Linked DNA regions of Xenopus tropicalis: region 2 is linked to region 1. Evidence: chromatin contacts called from public Hi-C data. All regions are on one chromosome and are shown on one strand. The core of a region is the stretch at or near the end of the contact, and the rest is flanking DNA. Distances in the headings are between cores, read along the strand shown. Region 1 holds the start of ccdc71l (coiled-coil domain containing 71 like). Region 2 holds the start of sypl1 (synaptophysin-like 1).

Evidence for each region. Hi-C and Micro-C count contacts between places; a contact is called where the count stands out from the background.
Region 2: a contact with region 1 is called in a Hi-C map of brain, with 4 times the contacts expected there. The contact joins the promoter of sypl1 here to the promoter of ccdc71l in region 1. A contact is called at or near these places in 2 of 5 Hi-C or Micro-C datasets (brain and neurula embryo).

The regions. Positions count from the first base shown.
Region 1 is chr3:76,745,718-76,751,748 of UCB_Xtro_10.0, reverse strand. It overlaps ccdc71l (coiled-coil domain containing 71 like), which reads right to left and starts at 3,847. Exons shown (of 1, transcript NM_001254942.1): 1 at 825-3,847. The coding sequence starts at 3,680. The coding sequence ends at 3,036.
Region 2 is chr3:76,904,081-76,910,808 of UCB_Xtro_10.0, reverse strand. sypl1 (synaptophysin-like 1) reads right to left here and starts at 4,182. Exons shown (of 5, transcript NM_203750.1): 1 at 4,024-4,182. The coding sequence starts at 4,092.

The DNA of each region.
Region 1 (6,031 bases), core at 2,598-5,097:
CTAACATAGTTATGTTAGATTTGCAGCACACTGTAACGGGCATAGGACTGACAAGACAATAGGAGTTGTCTGCTGCCAGTTTGTTGCATGACATCATATAAGTAAAAAAAAAAAAAGCAACTATAGTGTTTACTTGGGTCACAGGGTCTGTGCAGAAGTTAAGACATACCTCCCAACTGTACCGATTTTCATGGGACAGTCCCAATTTTAACAGCTCAGATAAGTAGGCTTTTGGCAGAGACTTTTTTTAGCAAAACTGTAATAACACATAAAACAAGACCCCCAAAAATGTGTTCAAATTTTAAATCTGCCAAATTTTGTAAAATGGGAGTGGTATTTAGAGGGTATGGTTGCATAAACAGGCATGGTAAAAAGAAATTTCATCGCACTACACGCAGCTTTTGTCCCTCTTTACATTTACCAAATATTGGGAGGTATGTGAAGGATCAGTAGAGGGATGACTCCAAGGTAAATATCTTTTCAGTTGCAAATTTTTTGTTTAATATTTTTATGGCCAAGATTGTTCTATTAGATTTGGGAATGTTGTACACAGGTGAACAACCCCTTTAAGCTGCCATATGGATATTGGTCAGTTCATCAGTTGGACAGGTTCTGCCAGTGAACCATACGTCAGTCCATCCTACAATGAAAACAAGAAAGTGAAGAGGACATGCAGCTCTTCGCCTCTTGCAACTCCAGTTGTTCTAGCTCTCAGCCCAAATGGATCAGTAGAAAGACAATGTATATTTATCCTTGGACTAAATGGTTGATATTTTCTATTAAAAAGGTTAAAACATTACTACAAGTAGAAATAATGGACACGCTTATCATTTGGAAGGAAGTTTATTTAGATTCAATAAGTTACTAAAGGATCAACAAACCATTTTGCTCTGGCAACACATTAACTGGCCATTATTCTAGCAATAATATAACAGCTTTATGGCAATGCACACCTCCAAGTATAATCACAGAATTACAAAATACACAATTTTCAAAGTGATTCCTGGTATGCGGCTTAGTTATTTCTATACCACCAATGGATTTACTGTTACAGTGATAATAAGTCTACGCTTTGTATGAGAAATGTTTCTGAGAACGGATTCTCTTATATACAGTTTTGTAGTATGCGAGTTATTTCTGTACTGAGAGAACCATCATCTACCTTAGGCACTGTCGGAAGGAAACCATAGTTATTTTAGAAATAAAATTGTAAATTTAAAAAAAAAAAAAAAAAAAAAAAGTACACAAAATGTGGTAATTGGTCAGATTTTTACAAAGTGTAAAAATATACTATTAACCCTTAGGCTGCAATATAAGTTCAAAACAGACTAGTATGAAAAGTTGACCTAGCACCAGTATTTAGTCCATGTAGTCAGTCAATTACATTAACAGTTTTGTGCCAACACTGAAAGATTACATGTGAAATTGTAAAGGCACGTGCATTAGACAGCAGAGGCCTATTTCATAATGCTACAGAATCCTTCAGCAGTACCTCATTCATTCAGAAGAGCACTGGTCACATTTTAGGTCTTTACTGTTAATAAATATCCTTCCTGGAGTACAATATTTACAAAGTTTCACAAAACTGTGCACTGACAACAAGATATCTGCATATCCTCAAATAAGCCAGCTAAATATAAAGACTATACCCAGTTCCACTGAAGAAATGACTCAGTCCTGTTTATAGCACATGAGCAAAATGCTAAAATTCTAATAGGTTGTTCAGTAAGGCTTGATACAAACACTGTGCCACATGTATTTACAGGAAAAAAAATAGTGCTTACCAAATCATAAAGAATAATAAACAGTTATGTTGGACTTGCTTTGCCCTTGCAATTTCAAGTTAAAAGAAAAAAAATAATAATTTGCATAAGCTTGCATTTAGTTTGTCACAGTTCTTTAAGATCATAACACTTGGCAACTAGCACAAATTAAAGTGTAATGATAAAGAGTACAAAACAGAAAAGTAACTAGTCTTTGGATTGGGACTTCTGCGGAGTTAAAAAAACGGTTGAGGTAGTTGTTGCCTATATGACAATAGCCACAATATCATTGGGACATCCTCCCCACTAGAAGTCTTTGCATAAACATACAGTTTGATAACTGGCACTGAAACATGGTAGATCAGAGCCTCCAGGCAAAGGGGAGAGACAAAATAAAACTGTACCATGTCAAAAGCCCATTCAGTTACAGGCTTAACTGGTAAAGTGAAGGTTAACTACACACCTCCGATTCAGACTCAGTCAAAAGGGAAGTCTGATATTGCATTGTTATTTCTATACAGATTCATAAATAAGCATGTTCTAGAGATTTCAGGCTGATCTTTAAAATGTCATGATTCACATCATTACAGCAGTCAGATCTTAGACTAGTAGAGGAATAACGTCATTACAAAGATTCTGTAGTACCTACTCCAAGTTAGGTCATACCAAACTGAGGAGCATTTAGGCAATATAATTCCAAGTGTCTCTTACAGGGATCCCTTCCATCAAAAATGGTGCCAGGACAGAGGCAACCCTAATCCACTAGCCATCTATGCTAGGGAGGAGAATATCTAACTTAAAGAACTCCACCAGGCCATGAGCTTCAGCTCCTAGAATAGCCAAATGCCCTATGGATACAGCATAATTCAGTGACTGGAGGGTTGCAGATTGGATATTAATTGCATAAGCCCCTTTAGTGCAGCAAAACTGCTTCTTTGAGGGTCACTCTCCACCCTTCTCCCCCAGTGAGGCAGTTTGAGGCTGCACCAAGCCAACAACTGGGAAAAAACTAGAGCCATCTTCTCCTTGGGACAGGACAGCATTTCCTTTAGAGCACAAGTGAGCATACAGATCCATAACTCTTACTATTCCTTAAGATGAAAGTAGTAATCTTTGTAGTAAAGTGCAGTGGGAATAAAGAATCAAGGGGACATGTAAACAGGCTGACTTGACGCTGGGGCGAGCCCCTTCATTAGACTGAGTGCCCCCAAGTCTCCAGGGCGAGCAGCCCAGCAGTAAAAGTGCACAAGGAGCAAAAGCTCGGTCGCCTTTTCAAGAGGAGTAAAGGATGGGGAAGCGTTTGATCCGCACCACAGGCTGCAGGTTAACCTGTAATATCTCCTGGGCACGCCTGCACGCATCGGCCACTTTAGCTTTACACGACACATCCCTGACCCGTATGCTGGGGAACATGGCAATTTTAGGAGTGGCCGCCTTCCAAATCTCCTCAATGGATCTGTCCAGGTGAGGGAGCCCCGGGACGTCCGATGGGGTCGGGCTGCTACAGCCGCTACTGCCACTGCCCGTCTCCTCGCTGCCCCCTGCGCTGTCAGCCCTGTCCCGCCGCCGGCGCTTCTTACAAGTAAGCCGCATGCCTCTCCGCTTTCTCTTGACAGGCGGCTTTCTCGGCGGAGGCACTACCGCTGCTTGCGGCTTCTCTTTTACATTTCTACTGGAGAAATAGCTGGGATCTGGGACCACAGAGCGACAGGAGGAGTAGCCATACACGTCCTTGCTGCGCAGGATGACCGGCGAGAAGTCCCGCTTGAGGCTGCAGAGGAAGTTCCACAGCTCAGTGTCCGAGCTCATGAATTGCTTGGATTCCGGCACGAACATCTCCAGCGCGTCCTCCAGCGGCTTAGTGCCGGCAAACAGCAGGAGCTGCGACCTGGAGTATACAACTTTTTCTTCTTCCATCGTACGCCGCCACTACCTCACTTATTTCTATTGTGTCTATCGGCGGCCAAATAGTTAAACGACTAAAAAGTTAACCGCTGATTTAGCTCATCTGGAGCGCCGCCGCCCCCCTTCTGGCCGCCTGATTTAAAGCAGGGTGCTCCAATACGATGCTGAAAACAAAATGGCTTCTTCAAACAGTCTCTACCGTTGGCTATATAGCAGCTTCTTTGAAATACGACATCCTCAAGTCCCGCCTACTTTTAGGGATCTGGCGCACCGAGTGGATAATAGCGGTCTGCCCGCTGCGTTATTGGACAGCTGTGACTCAATGGGCGGAGCAGTCGAACGTCAGGGGGTGCCTAAAGTGGAGCGATATATGGCGAAACCAACCTGGTCAGCCAATGGCGGCCATATTGTTTCGACACCAAGAGTTACTTTGTTTAATGAATGTGTTAAGAAGTTATTTTTGTTCTTAAAAACACGTTTGCACGTCTTATATGATACTTTGTAAGCTTTTACTTTGCTATTCTCTAGAGCATGATACATATAATAGATGTCAAGAAAGAAGCCAACGTGATTATATTTGATTTCAAAGTTGCATGTACTTTAAAACGAGTGGTCTACTGTTTTGAACCTGTTTGAAAACATTTATTTAACACTTACATCTTTTAATTACTAAAATAAGATTCATGATATGGGTAGGTAATTTTGCTCTTCTAGTCATAATATGGACAGAAGAATATGAAACTTGGGTAATTATACTAGTAATGCCCAAACTCCAGCATTCAGTTTGGGGTTTGATGGATCAAAGCACTTCTTGCGGAAGTCTGATACAGGTAAGTTTTCAACAGAACCAAATCAAAACCAATAAATTCTTGTGACTTTAACATGCCTTACATAATTACAAATCCCAAAGAGGGGAATGATTAACTAGTGCATCAACATTTTAGCCATGCTGACTTTGAAGCCACACCCCCAAAATGCCACACCCAGTTACAAAACACACCCCTTTTTACATGGGGGGAACAATAGGCATACTATGGTTCCTGCATTTCATTACACCCTGTGGCCCTCATGAATTTCAAGACAGAGTGGTGGCCCTAAGGATCTTATGACAGACACAGTGGTGACCAAATGGTGATGGTCAAATATTGGTGGTGGTGGCAGCAAGTATCGCCAGCAACCGCCATGAAAAAACAATGTGGTTTTTTTTTTATTCTCTTGCAAATAGATGAGAGAATTTTTTTTTTTTCCAGGGCTCAAAAGGGGTAAGAGGTTGAACAATTCAAAGGGAGAGAGACACAACAGGGCATGGCTTATTTAAATATATGTGGTATGAGGAATGATAAAGTTAGCTGAATGGCTTTGTTTATACCATGAAGGGTGCCAAATGTAATAATGGTCTTACCCCCTTATGTAATAAAAGGCACTAAGTTTGGCCAGGTGCAGTAACCCATAGCAACCAATAAATTGTTTGCTTGTGGGTGACTAGTAAATGTTTCCCGCTGTTTGGTTGCTATGGGCTATTGCACCTGGGCAAATGTGTGTTCTTTATCACATAACCCCATTAGTGTGGAAATAAAAAATGTTTTCTTGATGCTAGTATAATGATCGTGATTGGTAGGTAGAGAAGAGGGAAGACCTGATATGGGCAACCAAATACAGGCTCACCCCTTGAACAGGTTGAACATTTCTAGAAAGGGCACTGTCATTAACATTCACAGACCCCAATCTATATGTTTCAACATTATTTTAATCTTGTTTTGTGATTATCAAACATTGGATCTGATGTTTTATATCTTCCACCAAAATTCATCACTGTCCCTTATAAATATTAAACTATTTGTGTAATGGGGACATAAATGGAAATTTATAAGGCCAAGCAGAGTTGAACTAGATGAGTTTTGGAAGCTTACATATTTCAGAGAGTTGCACTGGGAACATTTCTGGAGGTTCTAGTAGCTTGTTTGCCATCTATCACTTTGGCATCTGGAAATCCTGCCACTACTGCTGCTTCTGTGCTTGCTGACTCTTCTGACAAGGAACCTCCAAATTCCCCCTCCCCAATGCTACAGGGACAATCCTCAGTCTTGTAGGTGCTGATTCATCAATCACATTTGATTTGGACAAAAGCCAACATGTCTTGTGGGCCACATCATTTCAGTGCTGGAAGGCAAAAGAATGACCCCCTTGTTAACAATATCCATATTCTTCTCCAGACTTTTAACAAATGCACCTGATGTGGTGGCAGCCTGCAGTTTGTATCTGCAGTACCAGCAAGTATGCATTTGAAATTTTGGCCCCATGATTTTAAAACACCCTTGGTTCCACTTCATGCATGTCCATGTTCTTTCACTCCTTTTGAGGAA
Region 2 (6,728 bases), core at 2,933-5,432, 160 kb before region 1:
AAATCACAAGAGAACACAAAACTAAGACATCCTAGATCAAATAATCTTATTAAATACTTCGTTCTTTACATAGTTGAATGTGCTGACAACAAAATCACACATAAATTATCAATGGAAATCAAATTTATTAACCCATGGAGGTCTGGATTTGGAGTCACACAAAATTAAAGTGGAAAAAAACACTACAGGCTGATCCAACTTTGATGTAATTTCCTTTAAAACAAGTCAAAATGAGGCTCAGTAGTGTGTGTGGCCACGTGCCTGTATGCTCTCCCTACAACGCCTAGGGATGCACCCACACAAATGGTTCAGGTAGTGCAGCTCATCCAAGATGGCACATCAATGCGAGCTGTGGCAAGAAGGTTTGCTGTGTCAGTCAGCGTAGTGTCCAGAGCATGGAGGCATTACCAAGAGACAGGCCAGTACATCAGGAGACGTGGAGGCGGCCAACAACCCAGCAGGACCTCTAACTCTGCCTTTGTGCAAGGAGGAACAGGAGGAGCACTGCCAGAGCCCTGCAAAATGACCTCCAGCGGGCCACAAATGTGCATGTGTCTGCTCAAACGGTCAGAAACAGACTCCGTGAGGGTGGTATGAGGGCCCGACGTCCACAGGTGGGGGTTGTGCTTACAGCCCAACACCATGCCGGATGTTTGGCATTTGCAAGAGAACACCAAGATTGGCAAATTCACCACTGGCACCCTGTGCACTTCACAGATAAAAGCAGGTTCACACTGAGCACGAGACAGACATGACAGAGTCTGGAGACGACGTGGAGAATGTTCTGCTGCCTGCAACACCCCCCCCAGAATGACCGGTTTGGCAGTGGGTCAGTAATGGTGTGGGGTGGCATTTCTTTGGGGGGCTCGCCAGAGGTAATAAGATACAGAGATGAGATCCTCAGACCCCTTGTGAGACCATATGCTGGTGCGGTTGGCTCTGGGTTTCTCCTAATGCAAGACAATGCTAGACCTCATGTGCCTGGAGTGTGTCAGCATTTCCTGCAAGACGAAGGCATTAATGTTATGGACTGGCCTGCCCGTTCCCCAAACCTGAATCCAATTGAGCACATCTGGGACATCATGTCTCGCTCCATCCACGTCTCATTAAACCAGACTGTCCAGGAGATGGTGGATGCTATAGCCCAGGTCTGGGAGAAGATCCCTCAGAAGACTATCCGTCTTCATCAGGAATATGCCCAGGCGTTGCAGGGAGGTCATACAGGCACGTGGAGGCCCCACACACTACTGAGCCTAATTTTGACTTTTAAAGGACATTATTAAGTTGGATCGGCCTGTAGTGTTTTTTTCCACTTTAATTTTGAATGTGACTCCAAATCCAGACCTCCATGGGTTGATAAATTTGATTTCCATTGATAATTTTTGTAAAGAACGAAGTATTTAATAAGAATATTTCATTCATTCAGATCTAGGATGTCTTATTTTTGTGTTCCCTTTATTTTTTTGAGCAGTATATATATATATATATTTTTTTTTTTTTTTTTTTTTTTTTACAATATCCTTATATTTTACAATAAGGGGTAAGTCACCCAGGAATTCCATGGCCATATAAAAAGCATGAGACTGAAGGTAACAGAACTCCAAGGTGGCTTTTAATATTAGCATATTTTACAACAGGGGATATTGTATTTAAAATACACAAGTTTACGCGAGTCACGTGACAGAAATTACATCACTAAGTTGTCATCATTATAACTGATGACAACTGATTATCAGGATATAATTTACAGGATATTCATGGCTCTTGTGCATTATATACTTATCTAAAATGAATAATGTATCCCCTTTTATAAAATATATAAGTCACTGAGAGTTCCATGACCATATGAAAGTCATACAGGTCAGGGAACACCAGGTGACTTCTAACATACTTACTACAGGGGGTACATTATTTATTAAAATATCCAAGTTTCAGTAAGTCATGTGCGGTTTTGTTTCCAGGTGTTACTAGCATTTTGAAAGGAATGTTACAGCTATTCTTTTTACAGGTGTTATATACCCCTTGGCAGGAATATACACCCACTAGCAACCTGGTTTTATAATACAATGGTTTATCAAATATTGGTGTTGAATGAGAAACACTTGACAATGTGTGTGCATTCCGATATGTTCAAAAACATTTAAAATCAGCTTTCAATGCATATAACAGCACTAGTGTGATAAGAAGACTTCTCAGAAACCCTTCAGTATAACAAACAATACAAAAGTTGACACCAACATGACTTATTTTGATCCCCGAATAGGACAGATTACAAAAAAAAAAGTAAATGTTATTACCCCAACAGTCTTAGAAATGAATAGAAACAGGTAAATTGCTTATGTAAAAAACAAACAACTAGAACTTGCCTGTGTGTTGTATGCATCTGGGATGTGGCTACCATCTACTTCCTATGAAACTGCAAGTGCTGTATTAAGGATATACCTTGAATACGGTCCAAAATTACTGATGGGTACATATCCTTTTTATATTCATTTATCAGCCTGCCCAGTGCATGATTTGTTTAGATATGATTAAACATTAGAATATTAGAATGTAGAGCTTGCTGCCTGCTAATATGATCTACAGAATGGATGTGCCTGCATGTTAAAGGAACAGTAACACCAAAAAATGAAAGTGTATAAAAGTAACTAAAATATAATGTGCTGCTGCCCTGCACTGGTAAAAGTTGTGTGTTTACTTCAGAAAGTCTACTATAATTTATATAAATAAGCTGCTATGTAACCATGGAGGCAGCCATTCAAAGCAGAAAAGGCACAGGCACATAGCAGATAACAGATAAAACACTATTGTATTCTACAGAGCTTATCTGTTATCTGCTATGTAACCTGTGCCTTTTCTCCTTTTTTCCAGCTTGAATGGCTGCCCCCATGGCTACACAGCAGCTTATTATATAAATTATAGTAGTGTTACTGTAGCAAACACACCAATTTTACCAGTGCAGGGCAACAGTGCATTATATTTTTATTACTTTAAAGCTCTTTTATTTTTTGGTGTTACTGTTCCTTTAAAAACGTGAACGTTGTACCATTATCACAAATCACAAGATCATATGGCAAATTCTTTAATCCTGATTTTGTCTTAAAATCTTTATAAAATAGCATTCTACCTTATACAAGACAATATTTTACACAAATACACTTTGGCTTAATATCATGGGGCTATCTATATTCACACCAGCTCAGTTATGTCAGTAATTGAAAAATTTGAGGGTACTTCACTTGGGAAGGCTATGTACTGAAAGTGTAAAGTCGCGAATGGAATTCCTCAGTGTGAGCAGCGCTATCTCAGGAACAATCCCATCCCGTGATCCCCCGATTAGTACTTCCACTCCACCCACACTTGGCAAATAAGGATCAGCAGCTGCCAGCGCCCATGTCTCATACGGAGCGGCTCTGCCCTGCCACCCAGCCTTGTGTGGTGCACAGAGAAGATTAACATGTTTAGCGCTTAGTTTCTAAGCTAAACTTTTCCGTACTAAAAACCGAGTCAGAGTTTTGCAAGTTCGCCACATTTTATATGACAATAATATTGGCGAGGCCCCTCCATGCTAGGCAGTGGCACAGTACTTGCAGAGCTACAGGTACCGGCCACAGCGCTTACTGCGCACCGCCACTTTGGCCGGAGATGTGAGGGCGAGCATAAGCAGTTAGCCATCCCATGATAAGCAGTTAGCCATCCCACGATAAGCAGTTAGCCATCCCATGATTCCTTCTGGCAGTCCCGTGACTAGGGCAGCGGCAGCACAAGAGCGCATGTATGTCACCTGTCAGCCATCGGAGGAGTAGGCCCGCCTGCAAGCGGATCCCAGGACTCAGCCCTTCCCTATTCCCTGCTCACTGACGCGCAGCTTGCAAAATCCACAATAAAACCAAGTTGCTGCGACTACGGAGGCGTCTTGTAATATGGGAAATAACCCCAAGCACAATGTAAATATGGCCATACCTGCCTCATTTATATACCCACTGCCAACCGACCCTGCACTTCCCATATGTTCATACTTACCCATTCCAATAATTTGATAAAGCCCAGGGGCTCCTTTAGCGGGCCAAGGTTCAGCTGCCAGCCGACCATTTTCTGCAAGGAGACACAAACAGGATGAAGACGAACACGATAGGCCAAGACACGACTACAGCTATCAGCCCAGGCCACGCAATGTATCTCCGGCCTCCTCCGCTACCTGATTCAGCCGGCCGATTTCCTGAAACCGGTAGCCCCGCCCCGGGGAGGGCACACGCCTACTCTAATGAAACTCGCCCCTCCTCTAAACTAGTAGCTCTAGCTTTCCGGCCGCGGGCTAATGTTGCTTTACAACTTTCCCGCCCGGTATTTCAGTTTGTATAGCGGTCCCTTTGACTGACCACGCTATCTCTCGTAAGGTTTTCGATTCGTTTAACTAAAATTACCGAATACCTTTCTTCAGGCGATAACTTTCGCTCTGCTGCTCGCGTCACGCCTATATACTCAATACGCCTACTCTTCCCTCCAAATTCTGTTCAGACAGTGCTTTCCTCCGGTTTAGCGCTCGGTAACCACCTCAAGAGTCTGCTGCTGCCCGGTCCGAGGTGTCAATAGTGGGTGGGGCTTAACCACCTATTAGTTGGTTGTGGAGTGTTGCCAAGCATTGGATTAGACTGACAGGGTACAGACAATAAGTGTGTGTGCGCAAAAACGGAATTGTCTTGTAGGGTTCGACTACACATAGGACACAATTTAACAATTATAAGTGAGATGAGCATAAAAATCATGAAAAATGTTTCTGTAATATTGAAAATATAAAGTCTAGACAAACATTTTGACAATTCATAGATTTTTAAAAATTTACAAGGTTATGGTTTATTATTGAAGCAGCCTCCCATTCCCAAACTCCAGAATCTCTGGCTACCTGGTCTGCGTCAGTGATGCAGAAATGTGTGACTGACAGCAGAGTGAAAGCTCATTTGCTATGGAATGTCATGAAGCCTCACCCCTCAACAGCAAAATGTGCAGAGGAAAAATTTAGGAATGGAGCCAGACTGGGCTGGGTGCTGATGAAGCTGCATTTGTACATATAACACTAATGTCCGACGGAGTGATTTAGTCACCTGCAAAACCACTCCGAAATGCCTTTCCACCGGCAACAATAGGAGTCACTGGTGGAAAGGCCTATGCTTTGCAGACTTAGATCATTTGTCAGTCACCCCCCTACAATTTACACATCAAGATAGAAATCTTACTTTAATAGTCAAATACAGGTGTAACAAAAGAGTGTATAAGATACTTCTGCCATACTGGTGACAGTGACACATCAATTGAAGCAATATTACAGACCTCTGCAAAGGCAACTGTGTGTGTACAGGCACATAGATTCCTGTATGTTAGATTCAGAGACACCTCTATCTCTCTCTGTCAGAGCTCTCCTGTAGACTGACTAACCTGGCTTCTTAATTGGCCAGCTGAGTCTAATCAGGCCCACCTGGTCAGCATTTTCTCTGCTGCAGGGATTTGTGCCCAGCCCATGTGCCAAGGGGAGAGTCTGAACTGTGCCATATGGTGTATAGGCAAAACAAGGTAAACCCAGACCTGTCAACCTTGGGAGACTGTCTTCCAGGGGATTTTTGTGGTGTGTAGAGCACACCACTGATATTCTGTTTGCCATCATTGCGTATGCGCATGGAATGCTCACTATGCTTGCACAATGAGCATTCAAGGCTATCAGTAGACCAAGGGTGAGTGGGAATTTTCATGAGACCCCCGATTAAAGCCAGAGACTTTACAGCCCTGGAAACATTTGCACAAACACTAAAATTCAGTGGTGTAACTTCAGCGGAAGCAGACCTTGCAGTTGTGGGGGAGAAGCCTGGGGAACAGGGGGTCTGGACCATGGGGTCTGCTTCCTCTATTGCCACTGAAAGATTGTGCATCTGGTGTGTGCACTCACTTGCATGTGTGGGCTGGGTTAGGCTTCAGTGCACGCTTGGGCCCTTCCAAAGATATTTTGCAGAGGGGTAATGTTACACAGCTGTTTATATTTCTAATGGATTTTTGTTATTCCCTGACCTGGTCGATCTGCCATCTGAGTGATAGAAACAAAGTAAAAAAATAAGAAAAAATAATTTCTAGTGAATGATTATGGATTATAACACTGCCCAAAGCCAGTCCATTAATGTAGATCCTAATAGTAACACTTATTTTAGTGAGAGTTTAATTAAATTCCTTAGAAACTTTCATATGTTGGCACGTGACACACCTACGACTTCCATATTTATTGCTACCAAAAAACATGGAGACAGCTTTAGGATTAGGGACTACATTAATTGCAATACCTCTGCAGTTATCTATTTAATAACATGTCTAAAATGCCAAAAGCAGTATGTGGGATGCACAAATAGATCACTGAAGTAAAAGATCAGATAGAGAACATCTGGGTCAGGTAAAGAATCCCTAAGCAATGGAGAAAATCAATATAACAAGACATTTTGCACAATGCAATATGTGTGATACTAACTTCTTCTCAGTCCAGGGAATTAAGAAAGTGAGATTAGGAGTGAGAGGTGGGGATCTGTTAGGCCTTTTGGCTAGAAGGGAGTTGTTCTGGATTTTTTCATTTGCATAGACACTTACCTTTAGACCTTAATTATGAGTTTGACGTTACATGTTTTACTTGAGGTATAATGATTTCACTGTTTTTTTTTTACATATTATTTTTGATGTTATTTATTGGTTTATTT